3 separate regions of the Mus musculus genome follow, and all the other regions are linked to region 3. The links are chromatin contacts, called in public promoter capture Hi-C maps. All regions are on one chromosome and are shown on one strand. The core of a region is the stretch at or near the end of the contact, and the rest is flanking DNA. Distances in the headings are between cores, read along the strand shown.

Evidence for each region. Promoter capture Hi-C pulls out the DNA fragments that hold promoters and counts their contacts.
Region 1: a promoter capture Hi-C map of liver shows a contact between it and region 3, with 2.0 times the contacts expected there. The contact joins the enhancer-like site here to the promoter of Kyat3 in region 3. A contact is called at or near these places in 1 of 39 promoter capture datasets (liver), 1 of 484 Hi-C or Micro-C datasets (liver), 3 of 115 datasets of contacts at active chromatin or transcription factors (bone marrow-derived macrophages, effector CD8 T cells and pancreatic cancer cells) and 2 of 9 other capture datasets (liver and macrophages).
Region 2: a promoter capture Hi-C map of liver shows a contact between it and region 3, with 2.5 times the contacts expected there. The contact joins the enhancer-like site here to the promoter of Kyat3 in region 3. A contact is called at or near these places in 4 of 39 promoter capture datasets (the C10 cell line, liver and pre-B cells), 5 of 484 Hi-C or Micro-C datasets (bone marrow-derived macrophages, cardiomyocytes, myocytes and 2 more), 1 of 115 datasets of contacts at active chromatin or transcription factors (large pre-B cells) and 1 of 9 other capture datasets (macrophages).

Annotation. Positions count from the first base shown.
Region 1 is chr3:142,346,259-142,350,492 of GRCm38.p6, reverse strand. All of the region lies in intron 3 of Pdlim5 (PDZ and LIM domain 5), which reads left to right. Among named protein-coding and RNA genes, the nearest start is that of Pdlim5, 47 kb to the left of the region's middle. Within about 2 kb of position 1,537, at least 45 of the 459 cell types and tissues checked have an H3K27ac peak or open chromatin away from gene starts, as enhancers often do. A contact at or near this core is called in liver and pancreatic cancer cells, where this site is marked.
Region 2 is chr3:142,275,126-142,279,528 of GRCm38.p6, reverse strand. It overlaps Pdlim5 (PDZ and LIM domain 5), which reads left to right. Exons shown (of 13, transcript NM_019808.3): 8 at 1,528-1,712. Among named protein-coding and RNA genes, the nearest start is that of Bmpr1b, 110 kb to the right of the region's middle. Within about 2 kb of position 2,773, at least 6 of the 459 cell types and tissues checked have an H3K27ac peak or open chromatin away from gene starts, as enhancers often do. A contact at or near this core is called in liver, where this site is marked.
Region 3 is chr3:142,699,457-142,703,727 of GRCm38.p6, reverse strand. It overlaps Kyat3 (kynurenine aminotransferase 3), which reads right to left and starts at 2,680. Exons shown (of 14, transcript NM_001293560.1): 1 at 2,553-2,680.

The DNA.
Region 1 (4,234 bases), core at 288-2,787, 350 kb after region 3:
GTTGTAATCAACTGTAATTCCCTTCACGTTTCTAAAGATGTCTTGCATTGGATAATAAGTGCCCTTTGTGGTACTATGTGTAAATTTGAGGTTTTGTGTGTGTGTGTGTGTGTGTGTGTAAGTTAGAGTCCACCTAAGATGTTATTTTCATTGGCTTGTTCCTCACCTGTTAGACCAAGCTGTCCTGTCAGGGAGCCCTAGGAACTGAGCTGCCACTTTCTACCAATTTCTGTGACTATAAATCACTCCTGTTTTGTTTTGTTTGTTGTTTTTTGTTGTTGTTGTTTTTCTTCTAGAGTTCTGAGAGTCTAACAGGTCCTTTGGTTGGGTGTTAATAACTTTCCTCACAAAACTATCTCCAGCCCTAGTATGTATGGATATTTTTTAGTTTATGGCATAACATTGACGACACTACTGAAAAGCACTTTTGCTTTTTAAAGAGAAAAATGCTACACTGGAGAATTGATTCTTCTACAGACTCGTCTTCTTCAGTTCTTCCCCTTGTATCACAACAAACAGTCTGAACTTGAGTAGTGTAATTGATTGTGTTTTCTTGCTTCTCACCAATCAGACTGTTCTTAACTCTCCTCCTAGGTTGAATTACCCACAACAGCACTTTTCCTATGGAATCATTTTCTTATAAACAGTCTTCTTTGTGAATATGGGATATTCTATGTAGATTTGCCTTAGTCCTATTTTCCTAGAACCAGAATGTGAGAATACGTGGTATTCTTCTGTAAGTACTTATTAAAGGTCTTTATTTTAATGTTACTTACAAGACTGAATGAAGCAGTATTAGGAAGGGGGGGGTGAGCTTGTGCAAAGATGTGATTTCATGGGGATAGCAATCTTCTTGGATCTAGCTGGAAACTTGGGAAAAAATGGCTGCTCAGCATTGTTCTTGCGTTGAGCCCGGGAACTGGACTTGCTTCCCTGTTGTGCTTGTGTAGCCCTTGGTGACTAGCTATCTTGGAGGGACTGGGAGAGGAGAAGAGAGCGTGATTAGGACTTAGTTTCTGTTGGTTCTGGCCTGGACTTTGAGCAGCCATTCAGAGAACCCCAGGGGTTGGGTTGCTGGGGTCCAGGCCTGGCAGCAGCCTATTGTGAGATTTTTGCCCACACCTGAGGCCTCTACTTAGAAGGTTGTGCTCTAGATCTCCTGGGCTGTCCTGGTCTCTCAGCTTACCCTTACTCATCACTCATGCCCTTCATTCTGTTGGACTGAGGTTTCTCACTTGTCTCTGTGCTGCCTCATCAGATTCCTTTTGTCTGTTTGCTGCCAGTGCACGCTACAGGACACTCTTGGAGCCTCATCTCCCGCTGTCCTAGTTTGCTTTTCTGTTGCTGTGACAAAACATTGACCTAAAACAAATTGGGAGAGGGAAGGCTGACAGGTTAGTCTGTCACTGAGGGAAGTCAGGACAGAGACTCAAGGCCTCCCTCAACCAAGAAACAAAAAACCCAGGAGGAATGCTGCTCTGGACTTTATCCCTAAAGCTCTCTTAGTTTGCTTTCTTATGCAAACAGAGCCACCTGCCAGGGTAGCACTGCCCACAATTGCTGGGTCCTCCCACTTCAATCATTAATCAGGCCCTCTGATGGAGGCTGACTTACTGTTTTATTAACCATGACAACTCTTATAAAGGAAAACATTTGATTGAGGCTGACTTCCAATTCAGAGGTTTATTCCATTATCATCATGGAAGGAAGCATGGCAGCACACAGGCAGGCATGATGCCCAAGAAGGAGCTGAGAGTTCTACATCTGAATCAGCAAGCAGCAGGAAGAGAGTGACTGACCTTGGGCCTGGCTTGAACATTTGAAATCTCAAAACCCACCCCCAGTGACATACTTCCTCAAACAAGGCCACACTTATCCCAAATAGTGCCTCTCCTTAAGAGATTATGGGGGCCAGTTTCATTCAGACCACCCCAGAGGCAGTTCCTTAGCTGAAATTTTCCTCTTTCCAGTTTGTGTCAAGTTTTCAAAACACTATGTTACACAGTTTGTCCTTAGGTTCTTTCTCTTGCTGCACGTTATTCACTTTCCCTCTCTGAACTTGAAGGAGACAGTATATGATACTCATTGCAGCACTTAATTACATGCTAGGTATAATGTAAAATATCCAGGCTAATTTCATGAGTCACTTACAAATATACCTAATTAGTTAATAATCACACCTAGTGCTGCCTGTTATTAAGATAATTATCTCATGTATTTTAGTATTCTTTCTTTGCCTAGGCGTGGTCCTCAGCCTTCCTATGCTGCGATCCTTTAATACAGTTCCTCATGCTGTGGTGACTCCCCGACCATAAAATTATTTTGTTGTTACTTCCTAACTGTTACTTTGCTATTATTATGAACTGTAATGCAAATATCTGATATGCAGCCCCTAAAGGGGTTGTAACCTACATTCTAAGAACCACTGACCTAGGCTTTGTGAAAGCAAGACCAAGCTTTCGGTACTATTTGCATTTCATAGAATCTGTTGTATAGTTTTATGTTTTTAATATGCAGAGTAATCATTTGGTATGTCAACAGTACTTACCGAATTTAGAATTTGTATTTCAGAAATATTTATTGAACTTTGCTGTGAGACAAGCATTGTTTCTATGCTGAAAACAAAACAGTGAACAGAGCAGACCAAACCCATCTCCTCCCTCACATTTCTGTCAGTGGGTAGACAGACAGAAACTGAGTGTAGATGTGTTGATGGCAGTAAGTGCCACCAGAGAAAAGAAAGCATTTAGGGGACACAGGAAGTGCAGATGCCAGTATCGTTATTCTACAGCAGAGGTAAGGAACGCTTTATCAGCTTCCTGGGCACTTGAGCAGAGGGACAAGAGCTTCTGAAGCAGGGTGGTCCAAGGCAGAGTCAGAGCGCATAGAGGGGCAGAGGTGGATAGCACCTGTAGGGCTTTGGGGGTCATTATGAGTTTGCTAATGTAATTTAAATTTCCTTATCCTGTAGGGGAAAAGAAACCTTTGGAAAGTTATATTGCTAGAACAGAGTGTGGGCGATCAATGGCTTTCTTATTAGAAAGAGAGCCTAGTAAAATAAGGATGGACCATGCCTCTCTGTTTAGCCGTGTCCAAGTTCCAAGTGTGTGTGTGTGTGTGTGTGTGTGAGAAGTATCTAAGAGAGAGATCACAATAAAAATGCAATTTTTGCCATAAATAATTATAAATCCACTAATTTTTAAAGTGTATTTTTAAAATGTAATTTCATTATAAAATTCAAACTCAATTATATAATAAAATTTAGAAAAATAAGATAAGGTTTTTTGTTTGGTAAGATTGTTCTGCGGCTGTTAATCCATATCTTGTCTCGTTTTGCAACACATAGTAAGTAACACATTAGTTTTACTTCTCTAATAACTTAAAATAGTCAGACTCAATTCTTGTTCTACTATAGGTAGAAATGAATAAATTAGTGAGAAATTTTCTTTTCTATTATATTCTTTTCCAGAATTGGGTTATTCATTCATTCATTTATTCGTGTGACTTAAACTATTTCTAAGATTGCTACAACTGTACTATGAGAAATTCTAATTACTTCTCCAATTAGGATAATCAGGTAAATAGAGGTGATTATTTTTAAATACCAAATCCATTTTGCTTATGATTTTTATCTAAGTCAAAATGCTTAATATTAGAAATTACATCATTTCAGCCAATGAATGAAGAAAATTACTCTCTAGTGCTTTTTAGTAATTATTGGCTAAAATAAAGCTAGTTTCTATGAGTAAGACTTTCAGCAGGTCCACATTTTAATAATTCTCCACATGGGCATTATTAACAAACCTGCTACTAACTTATATGATTTAGGGAAGGTCACTAAATTTCCGTGCCTTAGTTTTCTTGACTATAACATGAGATCATATTTGATTTCAAAATCCAATCTTTTCAGTGAAAAGTCTGGTTCTTGTTCTGGTTTTTCAGCTGTAAAGGGTAAGTTCCCTCGAGTTTGCCACTAGATCAAACCAACTTCGTTTGCTTATCTTGGCTTTGAGAATCAGGAAATTGGACGTTTTTCATTGGCGCCATCCTACACTGTGCCAGTTTAGCAAAGTGACTTTCAGGTGAAAGGTACGTCAGATAGATATGCAGATAGTGCTTCATCATTGGAGTAGCAAACACTTTTATCCTTGTTTGTTATTTTTAAATTAGGCCTGTTGGAGTCACAGAACATTTATGTATGGCTTTTTTGTTCTTTCTGGTCTTTCATTAGTGG
Region 2 (4,403 bases), core at 1,524-4,023, 420 kb after region 3:
AGACCTATAGATTACAGGCTTTGGCCGACATACTGAACTGTAACTCAGTTTTGCTCTCTCGTTGGCCACTCCCATTTAGAGTTCCCCTCTTCTGCCTAAGTGACTCTCAGCTGAGACAGGATTTTCAGTGAGTAGGGCACAGGATTTTCCTTTGAATGGTCTTCCGTATTGGGATTGCATTCTTTCTGAACCACACCCATCCTGCTGCAGATTGGGTTGATGAGTAGTACACAACAGGTAACCATTTAGAACCAGCCCACGTAGATGCGCAAGCTTGCCAAGGCCACCCAAGGTTTTTCAGTCCTTGGTCATCTAGTACTGCTCCTTCTAGCACCCAGATACACTGGTCTTGGCACTGGATTCCTGTCATCCAGTTTACTGACTCATACATTTGGAAGATATCCTGGAAGTCAATTTTAATTCCTTCAGATGATTAAATGGCAATGATTTGGACTTTAGAGTTATGATTATGTAGCTCATTATTTTGTGAAATATACATGAGTAATTTAATCTCAGAATAAGAAGTTCCTCATATTGTGACTTAAAACTAATTTATTTGTAATGGGTAAATATATTGATATAGATATTTTATTATTTCAGTATGTTTATTAGCCTTTCATATGTTAAGCTCACATTCTATACCCTAAATAGACTAAGCATCTTCTATTTAATTATTCTGCTTAAACTATGTGGGGTTTTTATCACCAAAGTATTAATGACCTTATTTAAAGTTTAGATAATAGGCTCTAGAAGCAAAATAACTGCCTGTTGGAATTGAGAAAAGATAATGGTAGCTGAATCTCTTCTTTCCTGGTGTTTTGAAACCTAAAACACTGGACATTCTACAAGGCAGGAGATATTGTCTCTTTGTTACACTGTCTGCTATATGTGATGTCTAAATACTACAGAACGGGCGAGTGACAGTGGAAAATGGTGACTGGCAAGGTGTCAGGAAAACAGTTTGTGATGTACTATAATATATAAAAAGAACAACATTGATGCTATTTCATACAGGTTATTACGGATACTCCAGCAACTAATGTCCTTGATCTGATGATTCTTTTGAAATGTTAACGAGGGATGGAGAGGGGAAATTCAATGTGAGGATTGGTTACATAACATATTGTAGACTATTTGAAAATAACTTCCATCATACAGAAAAAAAAGTTAACTGCTTTTTCTTCTTAACAAAGGGAAGTCCCTCATGATTTCAGAATTATTTGTGTATTACTTCCCTGTAAGGAAGCAGACTTCCTTATAATTGTTATAATTATAATTGTTTTGCTGATTTCCTTCTTTGCACTTCTCTAACTCAGCACCTCTCCTCTCCTCGCCAGTGTTCCACTTCCGACTTAAAGTCACATGAGTTCTATTCTCCCAACCCACTCTCAGAGTTTTCTTTTTTAAAAAATAAAAGTCCACCGGTGTCTTGTTTTCCTTAAAGCTTTAATGGATTTGGAGAAGCAAGGCTCATGGCTGAACTAGATTGATCCCCCTCACCACAGCTGTTCCCTTCCTTCCTTACAGTAGCACCCAGGAGCCTTCTCAGCAACCGGCGTCATCTGGAGCTTCACCTCTGAGCGCGTCTGAGGGCCCCGAGAGCCCAGGTTCCAGCAGGCCCTCGGTGGCTGGCCTCCGCTCCGCTGCTGCTTTCAAGCCTGTAGGATCCACCAGCGTCAAGTCACCTAGCTGGCAGCGTCCAAACCAAGCAGGTATTCCAAAGAAGTCCCGCACTCTTGGCTTTTCTAGAACGGAAGTTTGAAATGTGTTCTAGCAGGTACAACAGTACTTTGCTAGTGAAAACCATTCTCAACTATTTAAGATTTAGGACCAACTATAAAGAATCTCAGCAGCTGCTTTGCTCTTCCGAATGTCTCAGCAGCATCCTGTGTGCCTCATACGTGCCCTTTGCTTGTTCTGGAGACGTAGAAATCAAGAGGGGAAAGAGCACACGGTACTGGAAAGGAGGTATTTAAATACTGACACATAGCACTTCAGGCTCAGTGAAGAAAGCTGAATTCTCAGTCACCTCTCAAGATAAGAACTTCAGATACAAATATTCATCCCTCTGACCCTCCATCTTCTGATATATAAAAGTCAGGAATTCTAAACTATCTACTGTTTCTCCAACGTAAGCAGTGTCTATGGGTAAACGACAGAAATAGCCATGCGAGGAGCAGGGAGGTAGTTTAGTTGGTCAATTCCTAACACATTAGCCAGAAGGTCTGAGGTCAGTCCCCAGAACTCATGTAAAAAAGCCTGCATAGCCACCTGTATGTGCTTGTAATCCAATCACAGGGGGACAGAGACAGGGAATCCCTAGTGCTCCACAGCCGCCAACCTGCCTACTCAGCAAGTCCCAGGCCAGTGGGAGACCCTGGCTCAGAACTGCACAGATAGCACCTGGGAATCAACCACAAGTTGGCCTTGGGCTTTCACAGAACATGTACACACACACACACACACACACACACACACACACACACACACACACACACTACGTCTGTTAAAATGATGGGACTATACCTTGGGACTTTCCAACCCCAAGTTCAGCTTTTCCCTTCTCCTGGGTACTGTGTCATTAAGTTCCTTACAGTACCTAACTATTGATTATGTGCTATCTTGTCTGATGATCTCCAGTATCCTCAAGGCCTTTGAAATGCTTGCTGTGTCCTGGTAACATTTCAAATGCAGTGTGCCTGAAAATGTGATTTCCTGCCCTGGGGAATGGTGTATGCCCTCTGATCAGCAGCAGATTGTGAACTTTAGACTAGACTCCTCATTCTCACAGTATCCAATACCAGCAGGCGCTCCGATACAGTATGTATCACGCCTGTTCTCTCCTTTGCCCCATTGCTTTGGCTCAGGCCCTCATCAGTGACTTGTTGCTTATTTTATGTCACAGTGATGTTTGTACATGCTGTTGGTTCTGTGGAGAAGCTCCAAGAACATGGAAGGTTGACTCAGGCTCACTTGCAGAGGCACAAATCCCTTATTGAAAAGGACATAATATTTGTATTCCCTGATGGTTGAGAGATGTTGAATACCTTATTAGCCATTTGTATTTCTTCTCATGAGAACCCTGATCCGTTCCATAGCACATTTGGGGGTTAGGTCTTTTGTTTTCTTGACGTTCACTTTTTGAATTGTCTACTCTAGATATGAGCTCTCTTGTTAGATGCATCCTGGTAAAAGGTTTGTTTTTGTTTTGTTTTTTAGTTCTGTAGGGACCTCTTTTTTGATCGACCATTTTCTTTATTGTGCAAACCCATTTTAAGATCCTAGGGTCATGCTTGTCATTCGTTTGCCTTCTTTTCTAAATAGCCAGAATCCTATTCAGAAAGTCTTTACCTATGCCTGTCTTTAGTGTACTCCCTACTCTTCCAGTTAACCAAGAGCAGTATCCACAGTTTCATGCACAAGACTAACCCTAGACTGGGCCCATCACTATTCCATACTGGTTTCGAAAGAGGCTCAGGAAGCCCCACTGGGAAGCTGTTCAGCAGGCCACCACGGATGGGCATACTAAGGAAGTGGACCAAAATCCAGTGGCTAGTCCTCCATCCGTGCTTATGCGACAATTCTTACACTCAGCGGGTCTCCAAAGCGTGTGCACATCCTCTGCTTACTTTAAACTGTCCAGAGGTCATCTACCCACTCAATGTAGTGTAAGGGCTATGCTTACATTACATACTGCTGTGCTGCATTGTTTAGGAGATATGATGTGACATAGAAGTCTGTAGATGGCTAGTACTTCTTTTCCCCCTCAGATACTTTTTATCCAATATAGAAACTTCAGAATGGAGGGCTGACTGTATCTGTGTTTTCAGGGAAAGAAGATAGGCCATTATATATAATATAGAGATCTTTACAAGAATTAGAGGGCTAAATTATTTCTAGAAGCAAAGTGTTCAGACTAGCCTCTGACACTTGTGGGTCATTGCCATAGCACGACCGATTTCTTTGGGAGGAAGATAGTGATAAAGCATAGCAGTATAGAGCTATTTCCATCCACTTCAAGCCCGTATATTGTGACAGGGACTCGCTGTAGTTATCTTGCATGTGTTTTTAGTACCAAAATAACTAAGAAAAAAAAATGGCTTTGATGTAATTGGAATGTGACAGGACAGTGTCTTATAAGATACAAAGTGCTTAATTTCTAAGTCAAAGCTGAAATCCGGACAGAAAATGTAGCTGATGATTAGATAATTCAAAAACTCATAATAAAATATTCTTTTCTTTGTAAAATAATTCCTGGGAAAAACATTACATTAAAACCACCACAAGAGGGTGGTAGAGTCCTTTCTTCTCTGATTCTTAAGAGAATAATCAAATCAGACAAGCAGCAACTGTAGTCATGAGCCTTATGCCTAGCATTTAAAACATGATATGTTTGTAGAAAC
Region 3 (4,271 bases), core at 1,431-3,930:
ACTTGATGACAAGTCTTGCCTATGCAAATGCTGTCCCCGAAAAAGGGACTGTGTGTCCCTGAGTTCCTTCGAACCTAGGGCCATGCCCAGGTTAGGCAAAGCTCTCTAGCAGTCTTAACTATGTTTCCAGTTCTTATTTTCTTTTGAAGCTTGGGCAAACTAAACTGCCTCCAATTCCTTATATAGCCTCAGGCTAGTCCTGACTCCACCCTTGGCCACTCAAGTAGCTGTATAGGTGTAGGTAGCCCTTGTGATTTTTGACTTGGGAATTAAATATAGTGTATTGCCAAGTTGTTAGATATAATTAACTTTTCCCATTCTTTTATTGCCAAGTTGGCTTATTGGCTTTTCAATCACCAAGGGGGCAAACACACTTGATTCAGTTACAGATTCTGAGCCTGAGAAGAAAGCTAGTTTTCCTATTTATTATTATTATTTTGTTTTTTTTTTTTGAGACAGGGTTTCTCTATTCTTATTCTTATTATTTTGTTTTTTTTTCTTTTTTTAAAAGATTTATTGATTTATTATATATAAGTACACTGTAGCTGTCTTCAGACACACCAGAAGAGGGCATCAGATCTCATTATGGGTGGTTGTGAGCTACCATGTGGTTGCTGGGATTTGAACTCAGGACCTCTGGAAGAGCAGTCAGTGCTCTTAATCACTGAGCCATTTCTCCAGCCCTGTTTTTTTTCAAGACAGGGTTTCTCTGTATAGCACTGGCTGTCCTTGAACTCAGAAATCTGCCAGCCTCTGCCTCTCAAGTGCTGGGATTAAAGATGTGTGCCACCATTGACAGACCTCATTTATTTATTTTTGAGACAGGTCTTATGTAGACCAGGCTATCCTCAAGGCAAGGGTGACCTTGAACTCCTGATCCTCTGGCTTTCACCCCCCAAATGGGATTACTAGCCTCATTACATCTGCATGGCTTTTGACTTTTAAATGTGTTTTTTGCTAGAACGCTGTACATTGATATTCATGGATAAACTAAACTGATATATACATTCAAATGTCATGAAATTAGAAGAAAAAAAAAAGTTGTTGGCTTTTGGTTTCTCCTTAAGCTCAAGGGTCTGTGAAGAAAACCAGAGATATGTGAGTCAGGGTGACCCAGGCAATCTAATCATGGCATAGGGTATATCAAATATGAAACCCATGTTAGATACACACGGATCAACAGAAAACTAAAACTACCATTTTATCATCTCTAGGGTGGACTGATTCAGAACTGGAAGACCGTGGGCAACCTAGAGGTTAAAAGTTGAAGGAAAAACGCAAATCTCAAAGGTAGGCAAAGCATTCACAACTCAGTTTAAACATGGTTAAAGTTTAGTGCTCTGAATTTACCACTCAAACTACCAAGTTACAAATCTGACCCATAGGAGGTATACAGACATAAAGAATAGTTGTGTTAGCAATCTGAAAACGTCAGGAACCTTCAGGTTACCTAAAAGCTCAAGAAAGATTTATCAGAGACAGCCTCTTGATAAATAACACTGCTCCCTTTATTTTCACCACATGCCATACCTGTTAGCCGGGTTCTAGAGTGTTTATAAAGTTCGCTAATTGCAACAGAGCGAGGTGAACAGGGTTCTAGCTTTCAAAGTACAGAGGCATTCAAGGCCATATGAAGAGGTGAAGCATGAATAAAAAACACAGTCAAGTTTATCAGCATAAGTGTTAAGAGGCATTATCAGCATAAGAGTTAAGAGGCACCATTCAAAACGGGCTTTAAGGCCGCGTGAAAGTGAGATTCTCTCACAAGGGAAGCGGTATGGTCACCTGATGCCGAAATTAGGGTACCGCACACAGGCAAAAGTTGAACAGATTTACAGGCTGGCTGGCTGCAGCCCTGAGCAAGCTTCCCGTGTGCCACCTACCTACCCAGCAGCCCATAGGTGGAACACTGAATGGAGGTGCTTAGGGGCGAGCGGCTCAGATCTACAAGAATGCTTGACCTTCAGACACCACCAATTAAGACTGCTTTTGTCTTTTGCAAAGCTCCGAAAAGATAATCTCAAGCTTCTGGTTTAACTGCTTTTCCAACCCTGAACTTTCGCCTTATCTGGGCTAGGGAGGTAGCTCAGTTAGTAGGGATGAAGCTCTGGGTTCCAACCTAGGCACCGAATAAAACCAGCAGCGGTGGCGCACACCTCTAATCTTAGCACTGGGTGTGTGGGTCGGGTGTGTGGGAGTGGAGATAGGAGGATTAAAAAGTTCCTTTGCCACAAAACTACTTCCAGAAGAAGAGACTGTCTCAAGAAACAAACACAAACATCTTTCACGGATGAACTGAAGTCAGTATTGCCCTTGCAAAGGTGCGTTCTAAACACCCAGACTACACAATCAAGAGTAAAAGGGACAAGGGTGGACTTTTCTCCAAAGAAAAGCCTGTCAACCCCAAGATAAATCCCACAGTCTCCGCTGTGGTCCGACCATGTGCCTAGTACGGGCGCTTCTCCTGCCCGCCGACCTCCCTTTGGCTCCCGGCTCCGCAAACTCTGTATGCCCCGGGCCGAGTCACCGCTCACTACGTCCCGCCCGCTTACATCGTTCTCCTGGTTCCAATGCGTCCCTGGCCTTAGTCCGGAGGTCGCTAGGTGTCGCCGGGGTTCCTGGCGGAATGCACTCGGGGATCCAGAAGCAGAGTGCAGCAGGAACCCTCCTGATTGTAGAGGAGGCGGGGTGGAGGCGGTTCGTGGCTCTGACCAGGGATTGGCTCCGGTATCAGGGCTAAGGCTACAGATTGGTTACGGATTTCTCCAATCGTGGCGCGCCCTGTGAGAGTGCACAAGAAGCTCCCAGGCTAGGGGACAGGGCGTGGCCTTGGCTGAGTATCCAGGAAAAAGTGGAAGTGTGCGACTGTTTGGAGCAGAACTGTTTTTAAATCTCCGCTGCGTGGATTCGAAGCAGGTTCTAGGAGAAAGACTTGAAAATGCTTGAGAGGCCGGCCTGTGTAGTTGTCTATGTGTTCCCTCTGATGGGGAGAGAGGAGGGAGAGGGAATCTTTCCTTCGGAACTGTAAAGTGATGCAGGACCTAAAAGGCGGAGGAAGTGACACTGAAGCGGGAGGACAAGCTGTTAAGAGCACAGCTTGGGGGTTAGATTTTCTTCCTCTTGCGTTTAAAGGAGTCGAGGTGTTGTAGTTCACGAGAGCGGCTGAACGCTGTACTCACGCCTGTAGGAAGGAACAAAAGCGGATTTGGTTGGATGCACTGACCTTGCCACAGTGAGCCAAGCGCTTCTGTATTTTGTTACGAACATTAAAGGTGCTCATTGTAAGCAAGGGCACAGGCAGGCTGCTGAACTGACCGACCCATGGTGGGAAGAAGATGTTTACCTAAGATATAGGAGAGAGAGAATAACTAGAGGATTTGGGGAAAGTCCAAAGCAGTTATGGGAAGAGAGCAGAGAGGCAGACTGGCAAGGGCTGTCTCTCCAGAGCAGAGGGAATAGCAGGAAAAACCTTGCGAGTTATAAAGAAAAACCGGTGGCTGCAGCTTCAGGTGTGTGTGTGTGTGTGTGTGTGTGTGTGTGTGTGTGTGTGTGTGTTTGTCCTGTGAATTGGAACAGCCTGGAAGTTTAGAATAGAAGGGGAGGAGGGCTTGAGAGCTCTGTGGCTTTGGTAGGCACTTTGTATCTTAATAGGCAAGTGGATTTTCCTGGCAGACAGAAGGTTTCAGAGGTCCTTAAGGATGAGGGTGAACTTTTGTCTCTCCCTGAAATTCTACAGTGGAGCTTGAGGTGAGGCAAGCCTTCATTTTGAACCCAGTCAGCGGGTCTGTCCATATTCGGGATTCTTGGAGTTTTCCCCTTTGGACCTAAAACTCATGACGATCTGGAATGGCTTTATCTGCAGTCGGTGTTCTGTTGATATTGCTGAGGTTGAATTGGGGAACATCGCAGTTCGTTCTCAAGGTTTTTGAGGCTAAGTGGCTGCTCGGTGTCCCTTTCCTTTCTCTCTCTTCTCCTTTTCACATACAACCATTACAGTAAGCTGCTAGTTTCTTATTTCAAAACACAGGGTATGTTTCATGACCACTGTGTTCCTAGTTTCTGATATAATTACACTGCCCACATGGTGGACTGCTGCCTTTACCGTTTCTTTGACTTGTGGTTTCCTTGCTCATTAGAATGTCAATTTGCTGGCTGCAGCCATCTTGGAGCAAAACATGGAATCTACAAGTTGAGTTTACTGTTCTTTGTTTGTCCTTTTGTTTTCAAGATAGGATCTCACTGTGCACCCTTGACTGTTTTAGCTACTTAGC